Linked DNA regions of Mus musculus: region 1 is linked to region 2. Evidence: chromatin contacts called from public Micro-C data. All regions are on one chromosome and are shown on one strand. Each heading gives the region's core, a stretch centred on a gene start, on an enhancer-like site or on the middle of the called end of the contact. The rest is flanking DNA. Distances are from core to core; before and after follow the strand shown.

Region 1 (3,127 bases), core at 209-2,708, 81 kb before region 2:
CAAGCCAAATGGGTGAGCTCCAGATTCAGTAAGAGACCATCTCAAAAGATGAGGTAGGGAGTGATTAAAGAAGACACCCAACTCCCATCTCTGGCCTCTACACACACAACGTGTACATACACCACACACTGGTACACACACCCATGTGAACTGTCTAGGCTCTACCCCACAGTTACCTGGCAAGAGCCAGGTATGCCTGACCCACTATAAAAGGGACTGCTTGCCCCCCACCTCTTGCTTTCTTGTTCTCACTCTGTCCTCTTGCCCCTTACCCTCTCTCTCTCTCCCATTCACCTCCCCCGTCCCATGCTCATGGTCGGCCTCTACTTCTCTTCTTCTTCTTCTTCTTCTTCTTCTTCTTCTTCTTCTTCTTCTTCTTCTTCTTCTTCTTCTTCTTCTTCTCCTTCTCCTTCTCCTTCTCCTTCTCCTTCTCCTTCTCCTTCTCCTTCTCCTTCTCCTTCTCCTTCTCCTTCTCCTTCTCCTTCTCCTTCTCCTTCTCCTTCTCCTTCTCCTCCTCCTCCTCCTTTTCTTCTTCTTCTTCTTCTTCTTCTTCTTCTTCTTCTTCTTCTTCTCTTTCTCCTTCTCCTTCTCCTTCTCCTCCTCCTCCTCCTCCTTTTCTTCTTCTTCTTCTACTTCTTCTTCTTCTTCTTCTTCCTTCTCTCTCTCTCTCTCTCTCTCTCTCTCTCTCTCTCTCTCTCTCTCTCTCTCTCCCCTCCCTTTCTCTGTCTCTATTATCCTCTTGACTCTCCTCCCCATGTCCTGAATAAACTCTATTCTATACTATGGAATGGTCCCTCAGGGGGAAAGGGATGCCTCAGCATGGGCCCACGGAGGCAACCCCACCCCCACACCTGACTACACACCCATATATTTCTTCTCTCCTCCTTTATTTTTATAAAACACAACACCTGTCATCATAGAAGACTGTAGGAAAAATTTAGGACTTAAATAACTCAGCAGAACATGCAACGGTGACCAACCATCATCAGCCAGCCTTGTTCACTTCAGGACCACGGCCATGTCTTCTCCCAGCCCCCCTCCTCAGTTATATGAAGCATCTCAAACAATGTTTCCCCTTTTTCTTCCATCCAGCTCTGCTTCCAGGCACATTGTTCCTGGATCACCTCTTTCCTTTCAGGATTAAGGAAACACACCCAGATGTGACCAGGCAAAGTTTGCCCCCAATATTGACTGACATATTCAATAACAAGTCATCCTTTTATCTGAAGCCATTCTTTTAAACACTGTAATGGATAACAGCTTCTTTTTCTTCATCGTATAGAATGCTCAGCTATTGTTCTCCTTCTAATTTGAGAGAGCTGCATTCTGGAGAATTAACTCCACATAAATATTTACAGTGGTCAAACCTACAGAAAAACACGGCGTGTCTTATGGCTGGATCTAGCGTACACATGTCAGTAACCACAACCAATCAGTCAACAAGGGATCTTTCCATAAAGCAGGAAAGCTGCGTAGACACTGGAAGGAGGAGGGCTAAACCCCACAGCTATACACGCCTCTGAGCTCTAAAAGCCTCTGCTGCAGAATGAGAGGTCAGGATTGCCGTTTTTCCACTGTCTCACAGCCAAACGTGGGATTGTCCTTAAAGCACACCCACCATGTATGAGAGGTAAGTTATAATCAGATCAGATCAGACTCACACTTTCTTCCCTGAAAAGAGCCTGCTGTGGATGTTGCTGTGCCCTGCACATCTTACATCCCTGCCTTGTCTTTCAAAAACAACCAGAAAGCACGCACCGCCCCTAGACAGCCTCGTGCATGTGTTCATTCTCATCCTCACCCCCCATCTCTCCTCCCCACAACAACCTTTTGAAAAAGCTCCATTGTTTTTTACTAATCTCCATTAGCAAACACATAAACGTTCTTCAGGATAATTTCTCTACCTACTAATGAAACGGAAAATAAATTTTAGTTTTATTTAACAAAAGAGTGATGGCCGACTAGTTGACTCATTCCATTATTGACTGAATAGTCTACCCCAGGCCCCGAGGGGCTTCTCACTGTAGTGGGAGACACACGTATTCAGTGTGCTTGGAATTACAAGTACTGGTGGCGAGGGCCACAAAGGGAGCTACTGAAGAGAAGGACTGTGCTGTGTCTGAAGGTGACAGTGAGGAGTAGGCAAGTATATGAGGTGAGGACTGAGGGCTGGGCAGACCCCTCAAAACAGTGATGTTAAGCTTTGGGTGTAAGATGAATACTCATACAGTGTAAGGTTTCCTTCCTCTCCATCCCCCACCCCCACCCTCATCCCAAAGGTGAGCAGAGGTGATTATCTCACCACTGAGGCCCCTTATTTTCTGAAGTTCTAGGATTCTTCCACAGTGCCATGTGCCCTCTGACCAACAGCCTACAATAAGAACACACCGGTGTGATTCCAACTCCAAACCACAAAATGTCCCAAGACACACCAGGTACTGAAGTATGCCCACAGTATTCCTCAGTCACCTCACACATACAAAGCATGGATGCTATAGGTGCCACAAAGATGGCTAACACTTTTTCCTCTCTCAAAGATGAGCTCTCATCAATCCATGGAGAGAGATCCAGCAGCCTGTGGTAAATATGAAAGAGGTACAGACAGATAAAGTGCCGTTGCAACCACGATGGAAGACCCATCTAGTTTTGAGGTCTGGAGGGAACTATGTAAGATTTAGCCTCTGAACATTGGCCTTGCAGAGCTGAAGGGTGAAGATGGATTGCCATGACTTTCGACAATATCCACTGAAGAACAGGCAATGTCCCTGACTACTGAAGTCTTTGGTCTGTCAAGGTTTCAAACGAGATTAAAAGACAAGAGTTCAGAGAGTAATAAAAATATCTGAAAGGAAATATCTTTTTATCAACAAAATGACTCAAGTAGGTGAAATGCTTCCTAGGCAAGCATGAAGACCTGAGTTCCGATCTCCAGCACTGGGGTGAAAAGCTGGGCGTGGCAGCATGGGCTATAACCCATCAGTGCTGGGGAGGTGGAGACAGCTACATCCCCGGAGCTTGCTGGCCAGCTAGACTAGCCAAATCAGAGAGCTTCCAGGTTCAGTGAGAAGCCCTGTCTCAAGAAAGTAAGATGGGAACGAAGTTGAGAAAGTAGTAAGACATCCAACAG
Region 2 (2,916 bases), core at 164-2,663:
GTTACATCTGGTAGTTACAAGAGACAAGCCAGCCCTGACTTTTAGTAATGGTGCCTGGTATATATTGTTTCCTTAGTTCCGTTTTTAAATAGATGGCTCCAAACGCTAAGGAGCTTTTTTGCATCCATGAAGCTGGTTGACCCTGAAAGGTGGCGGCCTGTGGCTGAGCCTTCCAGCAATAGCCTCTGCAGGCAACCCAGCAGGTTTAAATATACAGCCCTATAGTTCTATCACCCTACCAACATTGGAGACCTGGGCTGTCCCAAGGGTGGGGATGGGGTCGCTAAGCGACCATCTGAGTTCTCTGAAGCGTATTCTTGCTTGGTCACGACTTAGCTGCACACATCCTCCTTTGAACTCTCAGGCCAAGGGGGTTGCGCGCCATTTAGCCAAATTCCTCTTCTACAAGGCATTTTAAAAGGTGGTTCATAGGAATTCCAAGAGTGGATCACAAATCACCTCTCCCACTCTCGCCCTCCACGCGTCCTGAACCCAAAGACCGGATTGTTTCAGAATAGCAGGGCTACTGAGCTGCACCTGCAGATAGACATCATGAATCAGGATCACCCAGCGAGCGCTTCCTGGACTGAGCCGAGAGCTCCAGTGATTTCCTTGGCCTTCCACCGAGTCATTTAAGAAGTGAAATGTGCCAACCTGGCCCGGTACGGGGCCTGCTGCAGCCCACCCTGCGGTCTCTGGGACAACCGATAGCTGGGCAGCGTGTCTACGGATAGCGCACTCACAACTAGGTCTTGCAGGTTCCCCCCTACGCTGTGCTCTGCGCCAACCTTGCACCTGAACGGGTGCCAGAACACAGCCAAGAGGCTTGGATGGGTATGAGCCTCAGTGGTGATACTGCCAACTCTGCTCCGGAAGGGAGAAGAGAGAGGCCAAGGGAATGTGGAGCAGTGAGCGGGACACCCCGAAATGCGGCTCCCGCAAAGGGCTCTGGAAGCTCGAGCCCCTGTAGCCTTTGCAGCGCTACGGCTCGCACTGCGCTTTCCGTAGCAGCACTTGCAAACCAAGCGGAGATTGCGAGCTCCGCAGGCAGCAGGGATGAAGGCGCAGGGGACAGCCTCTTGCCCCTGGGCGCACAGCTAGACCGCAGTGTCCCCCCTGTTCACGCCCACCATCCCAGAGCCCCAACGCCAAGGGATCTCAGTCTTCCGAAGGCCGCGGAGGATGACCTGGGGAAGCTGGCCACGAAAGTGGGGGAAGGCTGGACCTGAGGTCGCTGCTCTCGGGGCAGCAGCTTGGGGCGCCCCTGCAAGGCCGCCCGCCGGTGGCGGCACCTACCTCGATCCACTTCTGTGCCTCGGCGAAGGCAGGCTCCGGAGGTGGTTCGGGCTGCAGGGGTTGAAGGACTTCCAGACCGAGAGCGGGGCAAGCCATCTGCGAAGCCCGGCGAGTACTGGAGCGCTCGGCCGCCGGGATGAGCACAGCCTCCTCCGCAGGAGCGCGCTCTCCGCCCCTTCCCGCCCGCCGCGCTCTCCAGCCGCCTTCCCCGCCCCCACCGAGCGCAGGTCCCGGAGGACAGCGGCGCGCACTGCCGGAGGACACCGTGGCCACCTCAGCCAGTGGCGCCCGGGCCCGCCGCTTCGTCCCCTCCCCCAACTAAAAATAACCTGCCAGGAGCTCCGGGCGTCCTTCCCGGGCTCATGCAAGGACCGTGGGAGGAACACGGCCCGCCACCCCGCTTGTCCTGCCTCCGGCCGGCTACTTTGGGTAGCAGGTCGAGCTGCACCTTGGGTGAAGCTGGGCGGGGAAACAGCACTACTGCGGCAGAACTGGAGGACTGACTGGCACCTGCTGTCCCTCCCAGCTACAGACCTGAGGCCTAGAGCTGCAGCTCCGGACCCAGCACTCTAAGGTGTTCACAAGGCAACCGCCAGATCTTTCTGTTAAAAGGGGAGGGACTCCCCGCAAGCTACCTGGGCCTTAGCCTGTTGACTCATTCACAGGATTTATTCAGCTCTTATTATTCTCCAACCACCAAGCTAGGAACCTAGGACTGCCGGATTGGGAATGGGGGGTGGGGTGGGGGCAGGGAGGGATAAAACAAAAACAAACAAACAAACAAACAAACAAAAACTCCTAAAATGTGTGCTGGTTAGTTTTATGTCAAGTTGACACATGTTAGAATTATCTGAAACAAGGGAACCTTAACTGAGAAAATGCGAGGGAGAGCCTAGCCCATTGTGGGTGGCACCATCCCTAGGCTGGTGGTCCTGGATTCTATAAGAAAGTAGGCTGTGCAAGCCATGAAGAGCAAGCTAGCAAGCAGCACCCTTCTATGGCCTCTGCATCAGCTCCTGCCCTGCTTGAATTCCTGTCCTAATTTCCTTTGATTAGGAACAGCGAGATAGGGAAATGTAAGCCAATACCCTTTCCTCCCCCGTTGCTTTGATAATGGTGTTTCATCACAGCAAGACACAATTCTAAGAACTTGCCTTCAAGATACGTACACTTAGACTGGGATATAGCTCAGTTGGTAGAACGCTTACCCAGCATGCAGCTCACCCTGCTTTCTGTCCCCAGCGTCATGTCCTTGGAAGTACAAGCTCATAATCCCAGCACTCACTAGGTGCAAGCAGAAGATCAGAAATTCAAAGTCATCCATTGCACAAGCCAACTTGAGCTATATGAGACACCGTTCTCTGTATGTATTTCTCTAGATATTCACAATACCGATATTCACACTGGGGAGCAGACAATAAACATGGGAATCAAAAGATGTTGTAGAATGAGCTATCTGGTAAGAGATGGCCTGTGTTGAGGAGAGAAGGTGCCAGTTGATTTTTAATAAGCTGCTCATGTTGCTCTTGAAATGGCTGCACCAGTGCATTTGGGAGGCAAGCATGCTGGGAGAGGCCTGGAGGAGGGACAAGTGGAGAAGGAAACTGGGTATTTACGCTG

What was found. A called contact is a pair of places that touch in the nucleus more often than the background predicts.
Region 1: a Micro-C map of palatal mesenchyme shows a contact between it and region 2, with 1.9 times the contacts expected there. The contact joins the enhancer-like site here to the promoter of Limch1 in region 2. A contact is called at or near these places in 2 of 39 promoter capture datasets (3T3-L1-derived adipocytes and second pharyngeal arch cranial neural crest), 3 of 484 Hi-C or Micro-C datasets (neural progenitor cells, neurons and palatal mesenchyme), 7 of 115 datasets of contacts at active chromatin or transcription factors (embryonic forebrain, embryonic hindbrain, embryonic stem cells and 3 more) and 2 of 9 other capture datasets (adipose tissue and pancreatic islet).

Annotation. Positions count from the first base shown.
Region 1 is chr5:66,825,377-66,828,503 of GRCm38.p6, reverse strand. All of the region lies in intron 1 of Limch1 (LIM and calponin homology domains 1), which reads right to left. Among named protein-coding and RNA genes, the nearest start is that of Gm52776, 67 kb to the left of the region's middle. Within about 2 kb of position 1,458, at least 3 of the 459 cell types and tissues checked have an H3K27ac peak or open chromatin away from gene starts, as enhancers often do. A contact at or near this core is called in palatal mesenchyme, where this site is marked.
Region 2 is chr5:66,744,386-66,747,301 of GRCm38.p6, reverse strand. It overlaps Limch1 (LIM and calponin homology domains 1), which reads right to left and starts at 1,413. Exons shown (of 26, transcript NM_001001980.3): 1 at 1,297-1,413. The coding sequence starts at 1,392.